Regions from separate parts of the Sus scrofa genome. Here region 2 is linked to region 1. The links are chromatin contacts, called in public HiChIP or PLAC-seq maps. All regions are on one chromosome and are shown on one strand. The core of a region is the stretch at or near the end of the contact, and the rest is flanking DNA. Distances in the headings are between cores, read along the strand shown.

Region 1 (3,768 bases), core at 622-3,121:
TAAGTCAAGAAAGGCTAAATATTAAAGAACTTATACAATGAAAGGAGAAGTCGCTTAAATGGAAGTAGGCCCTGAATTTAAATGAGATCTATCTCTAAGAACACAGTGAAACTTATTTCAAATCTTTCAGTTTTTTCTCCTTTGGAAAAAAAAAAAAAGGTTAAAATAGAAAGTATCACCGCTATATTTTGTAGAGTCGTTAAACGTACTGTCGCCATTGCACGAGGACCTCAGAAATACACTGATTATAGGTCGAAATGAAAAACAAAACAAAGCAAAAACGAAACCGGCAGTACCATTCTCGCAGTCATTAAAGGGCTGTCCTCCTTTTAAATGCACTCTCTTTTAATGAAAAGGGAAGGGAATATTTGATATGCCTTGACATTTGGTCCCTTTCCGCGAAATCTGAAACTTGAGACGCAAAACATTCCGCAGTTGTCGGTGAAATACCTGCCTTAAAAGCAGAACCACAGTTAATGTCTTTGGCCCGGAATTCCAGAGACTCATTTCCACCCCTCCCACGGAGTCACCTGCTCAGGGGGAACCCCGGCCAGAAATCCGGGTCGCGCCAGGTCAAATCTTGCGCGTCTCTTGTTTACTCCGCCCGGGGCAGGGCGGCGGCGCGGACGGGGGGCGGGGAGGGCCTATCGGGCCCGCGGCGCCGGGGCAGTCAGCTCTGCTCGGCTCTGCGCGGCCGCTGGGGCGCCCGGGAGGGGTGGCGCACGTTCCTTGCCCGGCCCGCAGACCACCCGGAGGAGGCGCTCTGAGAGTACGCCCGGCCCGGTGGCCATCCTTTCGCCGCGCTCCTGCCGCCGCGGCCGCCTGGGAACCTCCCCTAAGGGTGCACACAAGTCCACACAGGCAGGGTAACGGCTCGAGGGAGCCCCGGTGTCCCCCGGGTGTTGCCGGGCCGGGGAGGAAGCCCAGGGCCCCGGCCCCCACTCGCCTGGGATTCCCCCGTCCCCCGGCCCCGCTGTCCCCGCGCTGGGTGTGATTTCACTCGCGTCCCTTCGGAGGAAGGGAAGCTCGCAGACTGGAGGCGGCCGCTCGCCACAGGTCTCAGCACTGCCACCAGGAAACCGGCAGCTGCTCCTCTCGCAGCTGCTCAAACCGATTTGAATACCCCGGCGAGGGCGGGCCGCGATCCCCGAGCTGGGTGCGCCCAGGGCACCCTGGTGAGTGACCCCAGCGAAGGCAACTGGGGCATTTCGAGCGCGTGAAAAGTTCATGCTTCCGCAGGGGCCCGGAAAGTGCTAGTAAAACACTTTGCAAAGCTCCACAAACGCAGCCAGGACCTACAATATGATTTTATTTTATTTTTTGACCGATAGCATTAATGTTGCATAGAGGCGGGGCCACAGAGAGAAAAGGGATCGGAGGAACCCGGACAAAAATCATAAAGACAATTCTAATTAAAGACAATACGAATTATTCTATAATTCTCTTTGTCTTCTAGATGAGGAAAGATCTGGGAAATGGGAAGATAGGAGTGGGAGGGAGGAGGTTTCCGCATCCCTAAAGGAAATTCTCAGGCTCCTAGAGACGCCCAAGTTTTTTTGCATGACAAGTAGAGACTGGCTCTCTGGGGAGATCCCTGGATCCGAGCGAGCGGGAGCGCGGCTGCAGCGGGGCCGGGCCTTGACTTCCCGGTCGCTTCCCTCCCCCGTCGCGCCGCACAACCCTCTCCGCTCGCCGGCTCCAGACTGGTTTTTCTGGTTCGGCCTCCCTCCCTGGGACGCGCTGGGGGATCCGATGACGTCGCTGGCTGAGTCTCTCCCTCTTCCTCCCTCCCTCCGCCTCTCCCCCCGCCCGCCCTCGCCGCGCACTCCTCCTAGTAACTTCTGTTCGGGGAGGCGCTGCCAGGAATAACCCCGTGCGTCCACAGACCGGGAGGGGAGGCGGCCGCTGCGGCTCCCGCACGCAGACTGCTGCGGCCCGGGCCTCGCGGCTCCCTCCCGAGCCCGGCGGCCCCTGTCCCGGGACCATCTCCGTACAGTGTCAGAAAAATAAATAAAGGAAAGAGGAGCCTGGGCAGGCGGTCGGGATCGCTTCCCTCCCTCCGTGCCCGCCCTCCCTCCCTCTGTCCTTAAGGAAATGCTACCAGACACCCCCCACCAGACACGCTCAGCCTTGGCGAGGAGCGGCCGCCGCGGCAGCGAGAACAAGGGCACCAGGGGGGTTTCCTCCCCCTCCTCCTCTCCCTCCTCTTCCTCCTCCTTCTCCTCCTCCTTCTCAGCGGTGACTTTCCAGGTGAGCGGCCGCCGCTGCTGCTGCTGCTGCTGCGAGGATCCCCCTCGCCCGCTCGGGCTTGGGCCGCCGCGTCGCGCCCTCCTCCGGCTCCTGTCACCCGGCGGCGGCCGGGAGCTGACAGCCGCCCTAGGGGCTCGCGGCCCAGAGGCGGGCGGCCGGCGGGAGGCGGGCTGGAGGTGAGGGGGGTGGAGAGGAGGCAAGCGGGGCGCCACCGAGCGCTGTCTCTCCCCGCCGGAGGAGGGTCTCCGCAGAAACATCCTCGGTGACTGTGGCACAAGTCTCCGCCAAGTTGTGTCTTGGACGTTGAAGCTCCTGGGAGCCCGGAGCAACTTGGAGGGTCTCCCGGCTCGTTAATCATATTCCTACACGTCTCGACTTTGGGGTGCTGGGTGCAGCCTTGGGGTGCGCGGAGGGCGGACCAACCATTCGGGTGAGCAGAGCGGCGGGAATCTAGGTTCCTCGGCTCGGTAAGTGGCCTCGGCGCGGTGTTTTTCCTGCCTCCCTTAGCATTAGCAGCTCGTTTCACTTTACAGCGAAATCGCCGCTGCCGGACCCCATCGCCCTCCCGGCGCGCGCCCTCGGCCCCTGGTCTACGGCGCAAGGGTGAGGGTCGGAGGGGGCGGGGATGGGGGAGACCTCAGGTGGGGGGGTCCGGCGCGTTGGGAAATGCGGGGAATACCCTGGCCGAGGATCTATGCAGATGAGGGGTGGCTGCTTTGCGTAATGTCCTGGGGGGAGGGGGCGGCGCGGGAGCGCTGGAGGCAGGAATGTGCCTGGTTGCTAATGAGGGACGTGCACCGGCGCGCACCGCCCGGCCACCGCTGCGGCTGCCGCGGCCGCTGGCCGCCCGTCGTCAGGTAGCGGGGGAGGGGGCCGCGCGGCGCGGGTCGGGGGCGGGCGGGAGGCACGAGGGCCGGGCCGCCGGCCTAAGGCCGAGCGAGGGCAGTGAAGGCGCCGGCTGTTGGCATTTCGGCGACTCCTTTCTCCTCCCGAGCCGGGAAGGAAGGAAGGAGAGAAGGAAGGAAGCAAGGAAGGAGGGGACTGTCTCGATGGAAGGTTCAGGAGGAGGCGCCCTGGCTTTGCGGGTGCACCGGCCGCGGAGCGGCTCCCGGCGCGGCGGGCTGGCCGGGGGCGCTCGGAGACGGGTGGGGCGGTTTGCATGCGTGTTGGTCTGTGCGTCTGCCCGGGGACCGGGAAGGGACATGTGTGTTTGGGCTGTGCACTGTGGGGAGCTGGGTCTGCGCCTTTATGTCTGTTCCCTGAAGTGGGTGGAACGTTGGCCCGTTCCGGGAATGTTCCATGACGTGGTGCAGCCACAGGAAGGGGGTTAACTAGGGGCTCTCTGCCGCGGCGGCTCTGCCGGCCGCTATCAAAGCAGATGTGCTGCCGCTGCTCCTCCTTCTCTCTCACCTCCCTTCACCCCTCCCCCAGCCTTTCCCTTCTGTGCGTCTGGTACTGGCAGGGGTGAGACAGGAAAACGCTGCTCTGTGTGTGGGGGTGGGGTGGGTGGGGTGGGGG
Region 2 (3,809 bases), core at 109-2,608, 680 kb after region 1:
GCAGCTCCGATTAGACCCCTGGCCTGGGAACCTCCATATGCTGTGGGTACGGCCCTAAAAAGGACAAAAGATACATACATACATACATACATAAGAACCTGAATCATGAAGAGTTCTCCAAGTGGAGAAAAAAGGCAGACAACCCAAGAAAGGGAAGAGAGCAGAGGTTTGAAAGGGCCTTGCATATTTGAGAAATCAAAGCGGGAGACACCTGGCGTATGGCAACGATAACAGTGGACAGTATTTTAGCTAATCTTATAATGTCCACAACAGAGGACACATTATATTGAGCTTCTCAAAGCTAAAAGTCCTTTTCAGAAACTTTATAGTTGTTTGGTCACTTGTTTTATATGCAATTAAGTTAGACTATGTAATATAAAATAAAGTTTACTGGACCTACTATCTTCACTGCAAAGGAAAAAGTATGAACAAACTTAATCTGTGTGTTTCATCAACTGTAGATTATGTGTATTACAGTCAACCAAAGTGAGAATACTGCTACCAAACGTCTCAGCCCCAGGTATTATTCAAAGAAGTTAAAACCAAAGATCCTCATTAGTGGGAAAGAGTAGTCTGGATGCAAAAGGAGGAATGGTCTAACCCAAGTGCTTGTTTTGTAGCAGCTACTCTTCATTATGAATTTGTGAATGGACTTGCATGTTGTCACAATTAATCTGCACTTATTACTATGTTCTCAATCAATTCATCTCCCTTTTGTCCACATCACTACTGTCTTTAGGACACTTACCTATGTTTTAACCCCAACTCAATTACTTAACTACTCAGATTAATTCCAGGATATTCAGGGTATTTTCAGGAAACCCTGGTGGGGGCTGGAGGCTCTCGGACGTCCATACAGAAAGAAAACCTTAAGAGCTCATGAGCCTATGTGATCAGTTTAAAAATATTTAAGCACAAGACTGGAGAGCTGGTGGCCACCGCCGTGCTTTTGAAGTTTTGCCTTTCTGGGGCTTGCGGGGTTCCAGAGAGAATGTGGGGATCCCTGAGGAGGGCGGGGCCCTAGGGATTCCCACAGAAGGTCAGAGGGTCAGAGGTCAAAGCTAGGTCTAAAGCCAGGGGGGCGGGGCCTTGACTTAAGAACCAAGAGGCAGTTTTGTGGGCCCGGGAGGGTAATGAGGGCCGCGGCGACACGGACAGACTCACAGTAATATGCCACCACAGGGTCCCGCTTGTCATGCTCCTGAGCCGTCCTCAGATGATGCTGAATGCTCTTAAACTGCGGAGGCAGCGGGGGCAGCGGAGCAAGCGCGGCCATCTCCACCCCAAGAACCACCACTTCCTACTCGCGCGCCGCCGACACTTCCGCTTCCGTCTTCGGAGGGCGCGCGCAAGCACGGGCACAGCAAGTCCCGCCCATTTCCCTGTTGCTCAGCAACAGCAGGTCAATTACGGGTTCCCAACAGGGACAGCCTCCGCTTGTCTGGCTCGTAGCAGTTTAGTGCCCCGAGGAGGCTGAGCAGCTTCGCGGTTAAGCTGCTTATGGCACCAGCGCTCTCTGCTGGCTGCTGGCAGAAGGGAAAAGAGATTGTTTTATTTTCTTTGTTTCCACCCTCGACCCCCCTTTTGTGTCAGAAGATAGAAAGGGAAAAACAAAAAGAAAATAATGATTGTTAATTGGCAGAAAGGGTAAAGGCGTGAATTGCCTTTGGCATCATTCAGGAATTTTCTCTTCCAGTTCCTCAGGTTGTACTAATAGAGTCCCTAGAAGCCTTTCCAATTTTAGAAACTTTAAATGCAATTCTTGCGTAAGATGAGAGATGATGTGTTTAAAATGTTGAATTACACTTTTTTGTGTTGACACATTGGATAAAATAACCAGCCGCTTTTTTAACTTAAATACTAAACACGTTAAGCTTAAAAAAAAATTGAACTTTTTTTTTCTGAGCTGGTTACCACAAACACTAGTGAATGAATAATTTGTAGGTCGGTAGTTTCTGGAGAGTGATGAACTATTTGCAAAGTCTTTTGACAGTTATTATCTTGTGATTGCACAGATAAGGCGTTCAAATAATAATTCTTGTTCAATGCTGCCGACTCGTACTTTGTAGGTAGGCATCAACTTTTCCCATCACTGTTACCATCAGTGACATCAATTATTTTTCTCTCCTCTCCATCCTATAATTTTTCAGGACTTTACTCTTTATTTACCTCCTCCAATACCCTTCATCTTTATTTATTTTATCTCAGTCCCCAGTTTTGAGAGTTCATCTTAAAACTAATTTTCATGGAAATTGCACCATCTCAAAGAAACAAGATCTCAAGCTCTGAAATTTCCATCTGCCTATTCTCTAATCCACACTCCACCCATCCTATCCCACCCGTGACCTCAGCAGAACCTGCTCCTTGTCCTGTATAACCTCCAGTCCACATCTTTTGTCTATCCATGTTTGCAGACTACATCATCTTATCAGGAGGCTGCCTTTTTTCTTTTTTTTGCAATGAACTGAATTCTGTATTCTCCCCAATTTCAGCAACACATTCATTACCACTTGAGAACGTGTGTACTGTGGACTGAATATTTGTGTCTCCCCAAAATTTGTGTGTTGAAACTGAATGCCAAAGGTGGGGCCCTTGGCATATGGTTAGGTCGTGCACACAGAGCCTTCATGAATGAGATGAATGCCCATATAAAAGGGACCCCACAAGCTAGACTGTCCCTCCACCATTTGCAGATACAGGGAGAAATCAGCAGTCTGCAGCGTGGAGGAGGGTCCCACCAGAACCTGACTGTGCTGGCACCCAAATCTTCACCTTCCAGCTTTCAGAGCTGTGAGGAACAGGTTTCTATAGTTCATAAGCTGCCCAGTCCGTGGTATTTTGTTGTAGCAGACCGAACAGACAAAAATAGTATTTCTTTCTCCTTCTCTATTCCTACTATCCAGTCGGAAGTTGCTGAGTTGGTAGAGAAATTAATGAAGCAAAGCAGAATGGCATAACCATAAATGTCATTTCTCTGTCCTTATGACTTCTCATTTATTATTTTCCTATTCTTGATTCTCAACTATGGTTGTCCTTAAAGTTCACCCCAGAAATTTTTTAAAAGCTCCTATCTAGGGAGTTCCCGTTGTAGCTCAGTGGTTAACCAATCTGACTAGGAACCATGAGGTTGCCGGTTTGATCCCTGGCCTTGCTCAGTGGTTTAAGGATCCCGCGTTGCTGTGAGCTGTGGTGTAGGCTGGTGGCTACAGTTCCAATTAGGCCCCTAGCCTGGGAACCTCTAAATGCCACGGGTGCGCCCTAAAAAAAACAAAAAGACAAAACAAACAAACAAAAAAACCTCCTGTCTAGGTCCTATTCCCCACCCCTGCCCCCGGGGCATTCAGATTTAATTGCTCTGGGTTGGATCCTAAATATCAGTATTTTTTTTTTAAGTGTTCAGGAAATATTAATGGCACATCCAAGGTTGAGGGCCAATGCTCTAGTGAATCACCAGTACAGGGCTAATGTTTCTTCCCTACTCTCTTCCAGTCAGATCCTCCAGCCTGATTGCCTTGGTCAGAAAATGCACTTCCTGCTGTTGAAATTAAGTTCAGCCAATATGAATTGTTTAACCTACCCCCTGCCACAACAAAGTAAGAGTAATTAGGTAACACTTTCCCCAACATCTACTATGTATCAGGCATGTTTCTAGCGACTTTACATCAGCTCATTTAATCTTGACCATAACCCTGTGAAGAAGATATTATCATTTTCATTATTTTACAGATGAGAAAAATAAAATAGAATTTATGTAAACTATACCAGGTCACAGCCAGTAAGTATGAGTTTGACCTTAAAATCTAGGTACT

What was found. HiChIP or PLAC-seq counts read pairs in DNA pulled down with a chosen protein or histone mark.
Region 2: an H3K27ac HiChIP or PLAC-seq map of alveolar macrophages shows a contact between it and region 1. The contact joins the promoter of VTA1 here to the promoter of HIVEP2 in region 1. A contact is called at or near these places in 3 of 47 Hi-C or Micro-C datasets (embryonic fibroblasts, fibroblasts and subcutaneous adipose tissue) and 1 of 2 datasets of contacts at active chromatin or transcription factors (alveolar macrophages).

The regions. Positions count from the first base shown.
Region 1 is chr1:22,238,810-22,242,577 of Sscrofa11.1, forward strand. HIVEP2 (transcription factor HIVEP2) reads left to right here and starts at 1,872. Exons shown (of 10, transcript XM_021072421.1): 1 at 1,872-2,250.
Region 2 is chr1:22,922,503-22,926,311 of Sscrofa11.1, forward strand. VTA1 (vacuolar protein sorting-associated protein VTA1 homolog) reads right to left here and starts at 1,359. Exons shown (of 8, transcript XM_021087275.1): 1 at 1,165-1,359. The coding sequence starts at 1,276.